Linked DNA regions of Macaca mulatta: region 2 is linked to region 1. A link is a contact called in public Hi-C data. All regions are on one chromosome and are shown on one strand. The core of a region is the stretch at or near the end of the contact, and the rest is flanking DNA. Distances in the headings are between cores, read along the strand shown.

The links. A called contact is a pair of places that touch in the nucleus more often than the background predicts.
Region 2: a Hi-C map of fetal cortex germinal zone shows a contact between it and region 1, with 1.9 times the contacts expected there. The contact joins the promoter of KIF2C here to the promoter of RPS8 in region 1. A contact is called at or near these places in 4 of 14 Hi-C or Micro-C datasets (CD4 T cells, fetal cortex germinal zone, fibroblasts and 1 more).

Annotation. Positions count from the first base shown.
Region 1 is chr1:195,860,224-195,863,217 of T2T-MMU8v2.0, reverse strand. RPS8 (ribosomal protein S8) reads left to right here and starts at 1,427. Exons shown (of 6, transcript XM_015138067.3): 1 at 1,427-1,453; 2 at 1,884-1,990; 3 at 2,522-2,621. The coding sequence starts at 1,450. It overlaps LOC114675070 (small nucleolar RNA SNORD46), which reads left to right and starts at 2,337; the gene lies at 2,337-2,440. It overlaps LOC114675053 (small nucleolar RNA SNORD55/SNORD39), which reads left to right and starts at 1,718; the gene lies at 1,718-1,797.
Region 2 is chr1:195,899,504-195,902,497 of T2T-MMU8v2.0, reverse strand. KIF2C (kinesin family member 2C) reads left to right here and starts at 1,572. Exons shown (of 21, transcript XM_015138048.3): 1 at 1,572-2,162. The coding sequence starts at 2,093.

The DNA.
Region 1 (2,994 bases), core at 178-2,677:
AATGCTTGAGGGGATGGATACCCCATTCTCCATGATGTGCTTACTTCACACTGCATGCTTGAAACAAAATATCTCATGTACTCCATAAATATATATACCTACTATGTACCCACAAAGATTAAAAAAAATTTTTTTTGAGATGGAGTCTTGCTGTGTTGCCCAGGCTGGACTCTGCCTCCCGGGTTCAAGCGATTCTCTTGCCTCAGCCTCCCTGAGTAGCTGGGACTACAGGTGAGCGCCACCATGCTCAGCTAAATTTTGTATTTTTTTAGTAGAGACGTGGTTTCACCATGTTGGCCAGGCTGGTCTCAAACTCCTGACCTCGCGATCCGCCCGCCTCCGCCTCCCAAAAATGCTGAGATTACAGGCATGAGCCACCGCACCAGGCCTAAAAATTTTTTTTTTTTATTAAAAAATATATATCCGGCCGGGCACGGTGGCTCACGCCTGTAATCCCAGCAGTTTGGGAGGTCGAGGCGGACGGATCAAGAGGTCAGGAGATCGAGACCATCCTGGCGAACACGGTGAAACTCCGTCTCTACTAAAAATACTAAAAAAAAAAAAAAAATGAGCCGGGCGTGGTGGCGGGCGCCTGTAGTTCCAGCTTCTCCGGAGGCTGAGACAGGAGAATGGCTTGAACCCGGGAGGCGGCGGAGCTTGCAGTGAGCCGAGATCGCGCCACTCACTCCAGCCTGGGCGACAGAGCGAGACTTCGTCTCAAAAAAAGAAAAAAAAATACATATATATATTCTTCCAGCTCAGAAAAGTTAACTGATCCCTTCTTTATACTCTCTAAGTTCCGTTCATTCTGGTGGCATTTATAAACCAACGATTCCCAAAACATCTTCAGTGCAGGTCCCTTATAAGGATGACCAGCTTCCTACCTGTCATTCCCACTTACATGACTTAGCAAGATCTCAAAATGAACGTGTCCAGAACAGCTCCTACCTTAGGAGCCTACCCCATCTCAGTAAGTGGCCCCAATATTTATTCGATTGATCAAGTGAGAATCTTAGGAATCCTTGACACCACCCTCTCCCTCAATCCCCATGTCCAACCTACCACCAAACCCTTCAAAACAAAACCCAAGTCCACAGTCGTTTCCAACTCCATTGCCTTCCACCCTTTTTCAACGCAGCCGCACCCACATCTCATCCTAAACGACCGCAGCAGCCTCTGAAACTAGTCTCAACACGCCCGGATGTGCCGACGCCGCAGACCCCCTTCCCCCAACCCAAGGTCGGAGGCGGGTCAGTTAGGGTCTGCGGATGAAGGCAGCCTGCGGGAGCCTCCCAGACTCGTTGCCCTAGGCGCGGCAGCAAACACGTAAGTCTAGTCGCCCGACGTTGTTTCGGCGCTCAGAAACAACGTAAAGTAAAGGGGCGGGGCAGCGTTTTACAAACCGTACCGTGAATCTTTGCGATTTCTCTTTCCAGCCAGCGCCGAGCGATGGGTGAGTGTCGCTCTGCGTTTAGGCGCGTGATGGGGGGGTTGAGCTCAATCAGGCCCCATCCTGCTTCACAGCCTACTGAGGAGTCCAGGCGCCCCGACCCCCGGCCAGGGACAGCCACAAGGAGTGGTGGCCCTCGGGTTTCGGCCGCCGAGCCCCTCTCTGGGGGCTGCGAAGGCTCTGGACTCCGAGTTCCGGGCCGCGGGCTGCAGGCTCCAAGCGGCGCTAACATGGCTGCCGCGCGGTGGTGGCCCCGGCCGGGCCGCACGTGTATGATGACGACTCGGTAATGCTGCATACTCCCGAGTGCGCGGTGGGGAAGCCAACCTTGGAGAGCTGAGCGTGCGGCCTGCCGGCGCGGGGGTCGGGAGCTGGCGAGTCGCTACCACCGAGTTACAGTGGCTCAAGCTTCCTTCCCCGCTTCCACATGCAGGCATTTCTCGGGACAACTGGCACAAGCGCCGCAAAACCGGGGGCAAGAGAAAGCCCTACCACAAGAAGCGGAAATATGAGTTGGGGCGCCCGGCTGCCAACACCAAGGTGGGTGCGAGCGTGGGCCTGTCCGCCCGGGAGGTCGCCTTCCCCGGCTCTCCAGCGTGCTCGGGCCTCTCCGTGTGACAGTTGTGCGTTCTTTCTTGGGCTCTGATTTCTCTGTAATAGGGCCTGGGTGTCCTTCCCCCTTTACCTGCTGTATAAGTAAGTACCAAAGAGGGAATGCTCCCTCAGGCCCCCAACCCCGGAGCTTAGGGTCTCAGAAGGATACTGTGTGGGGGACTTGAGCTTCTGGAGAGGGTGGCACCTCGGCTAATAGAATCCTAGTCTTTTGGGTTTTTTTTAACAGAGGCTTAATTTTTAGCATTTGGGGTCAGGCTTTCCTCTTGGAGGCAAGTAAGGTGATGAAAAAGAATCCTTAGGCGTGGTTGTGGCCGTCTTGGTCACCTGTGTGCCACTTGCCAATGCAAGGACTTGTCATAGTTACACTGACTGTTGCCTCCTTCCTGCCGCGGTTCCTCTCCCTTTCTTGCCTTGCTCTCCTTGGTAACCTAGTTCCTGTAACCTTGTGTTTTCCAGATTGGCCCCCGCCGCATCCACACAGTCCGTGTGCGGGGAGGTAACAAGAAATACCGTGCCCTGAGGCTGGACGTAGGGAATTTCTCCTGGGGCTCAGAGTGTGAGTGAGGCCCTTTGGGAGTGGGTGGGAAAATGCACCTAAACCTTCTTAAGATTTACCAAGTGGGCCTGGTGCGGTGGCTCGTGCCTGTAAGCCCAGCACTTTGGAAGGCCGAGACGGGCGGATCACCTGAGGTCAGGAGTTCGAGTCCAGCCTGGGCAACAGAGCGAGACTCTCAGAAAAAAAAAAAAAAAAAAGATTCAAGTGCTTTTAGCAGGTAGTCTGTGGCTTAGACCAAGGCATTTGAAGTTTCTTCTTGCTGAAAGATCTTAAGGTAGCTGGAGAGGTTCTCTCCACCCAGGCTGTCCTCCTTCAATCTCTTTTTTTGAGACTGGGTCTCTGTTGCCCAGGCTGGAGTGCCAGTGGTGTGATC
Region 2 (2,994 bases), core at 323-2,822, 39 kb before region 1:
TCTCCTTTGCTGGCTCCTCCTCCCCTGCCCTACCTCAAAATATTGGCAAGTCCCATGGCTTAAGTATACATGTTCTTCTCATCTCCATCTATGCTCTTTGCCTAGATAGTATTCAGCTCATGACTCCAAATATCATCTACATAACGCAGACTGCCAAATCTCAATCTCTGACTTCTACCTTAGCTCCCAGTTTGTACATCCAGCTGCTCAGTTGACACCTACACTCAGATGTGTTGTAGACATCTCAAATTCAAAATGAACAAAATGAAACCCTGGACTTAACCCCCAACTCATTCCTTCACAATCCCACTCTCCCTTTTCAGTATATGGTCCATCATGCAGCCAGGTGCTCTAGCCAGAAACCAGGAGTCATCCATGACCACCCCTGTCATTCACATCCATCAGCAAAATCCATTCACTTCACTTCCCAAACATGGGGTATCTTGAATCAATTCTCTCAGCTGTACTTCCAATCCAGTATCACCACCCTGGCCTATGCCAGCATAATCTCTTGCCTACTAAGTGCTCTCTGCACTCTGTCTTGCCCCTTTCAACTCTACTCTCCACACAACAGCAAGTTTGCCTGACATAAAAGTAAAATGTAGGCTGGGCGCGGTGGCTCACACCTGTAATCCCAGCACTTTGGGAGGCGGAGGCAGGTGGATCACCTGAGGTCGGGAGTTCACGACCAGCTTGACCAACAGGGTGAAACCTCATCTCTACTAAAGATACCAAATTAGCCAGGCATGGTGGCGCATCCCTGTAATCCCAGCTACTTTGGAGGCTGAGGCAGGAGAATTGCTTGAACCCGGGAAGTGGAGGTCGCGTGAGCCAAGATCACGCCACTGCACTCCAGCCTGGGCAACAAGAGTGAAATTCTGTCTCAAAAGAAAAAAAAGAGAAAGTAAAATGTAAATCAGATCTTCTTAGTCCCCTGCTTAAAACTTTCAATGACTTCTCATTAGCATAAAAGCCAAAATTACTACTACAGGCCACAAGATGCTCAATGATTTTGCCCCTGCCCACCTCTTCAACTTCTTCTGATGTTCCTCTCCCCCACTGCCTTCCAGCCATCTTCAAACAAGACCTTTCCTGGCCAGGCACAGTGGTTCACACCTGTAATCCCAGCACTTTGGGAGGCTGAGGCAGGCAGATCGTCAAGAACAGGAGGCTGGAATTCGTGGTTCACATATGTAATCCTAGCAGTTTGGGGGGCGAAGGAGGGAGGATCTTTGAGCCCAGGAATTCAAGACCAGCCTGGGCAACACAGCAAGAACACTGTCTCTAATTTAAAAAAAAAGAGGACAGGAACTGTGTGTCTAGTTGACTACTATTATCTCCATTTCCTAGTACCATGCCTAGCACGTGGTAGACATTCACTCAATAAATATCTGGTGAATCGTGTCTTCCTGGAAATTTATACGTAACTCCTTGAATGACGAAACATGCTTCTCCACTGTGCAATGAGAAAAACTAAGTCAAGTTTCTAACCTGTGGTTTTATTTTGCTTAGAGAACAGGGTCTTGGCTACGTTGCCCTTGCTGGTCTCGAACTTCTGATCTCAAGCGATCACTCCCACCTCTAGCCTTCCTAAGTGCAAGGATTACAGGAGTGAGCCACCGCGCCCGGTCAAGTCTCCAATTTGCTCGAGGTCATTGAACTAGCAACTGAAGAAGCTAGGATTCGAACCCATGTCTGTAGTATTCCAGAGCCCTCACTCTGAAATACATACCGAAGTTTCCCAGTTTTCGGGAACCCGGCTGTACAAGATGACCAAACACAATACCAGGAAGCGGGAGCCCCAGACCCCGCGGAGCGCCAAAGTTCCCAGGAGGCACAGCGCTCGGGGGTGTGGCCAGACGCATGGGCGGTGCCGGGCGTCGGAAGACGGTTCGGAACTGCGTATCCCCCAAGGCTCTGCAGGGCGCCGCTGACCGCCGGAAGCGGGGGCGGGGACAGCGGGATGACGTTTTAAGGACGCTTGCGCGCGGGATTTAAACTGCGGCGGTTTACGCGGCGTTAAGACTTCCTAGGGTTAGCGGAATTGAGGTTTCCTAGCATTGCGCGTTTCTTTTCCTTGCTGACCCTCCGAATGGCCATGGACTCGTCGCTTCAGGCCCGCCTGTTTCCCGGTCTCGCCATCAAGATCCAACGCAGTAATGGTGAGGAGCGGGGTCCCTAGGTCAAGGGGACTCGTGAGCGGTGAGACGACGGAAATTACTGCCCCTCCCCAGACACACAAATGGGCTCTCACTCTCTTTCTCTCCCTCCCTCCTTTTCACACGCACTAACTCCTGGTCTCTGCACTGGCAGTCATTCTTCCCTACACAGGGGTGAGAGTCTGCGCTGGACGTGGGTCCCTTTCGCTGTCCTCCGGGAGTGGGCGGACCTTCTCCAAGGCTGGTAGATCCAGGGAAGTTGGGGCTTCTAAATTCACTTCACTTCCAAAATTCACCCCGGAAAATGCCCTGCTCTTACGGGGACCTCGGTCTCCTGGCCCCTCTACTCTGGAATAATATTGCACAGTTGCAGTATGTCAGGTACTGGGACTTAGGGTTAACGGGACAGACAAGATCCCTGCTCTTGAGCAGCTTGTAGTCGTTCTCTCTTTTGCTTAAGCAGCTACCGCACTTCTGGCACGTCTAATACCCGTGTCATTAGGGAAATGGACAGATATGACCGCCAGAAGTGAGTTAGGAAAACCCCAAGAGGGCCAGATCCTTAATGCTATGTTGAGGAAAAGTTCATTTAAGGGCTTTAAGGAATCCTCTGCTCAAACATACTTTTGTGTGTTCTCTTCTGTAGGCTCCCGCTCTCTTTTTTTTTGTAGGCTCTCTTTTGAGTAGGGGTGAATCCTTATCCCATGCAGCTCAATTTAAAAACCTGTCCCCTGCCCACCTCACTGTGGATATTCTAAAGGTGAAGCCCAGGAGATTTATTTCTCTTAGTTTTGTTTGTTTGTTTGTTTGTTTGTTTTTTAAAGGCAGCCGCCTG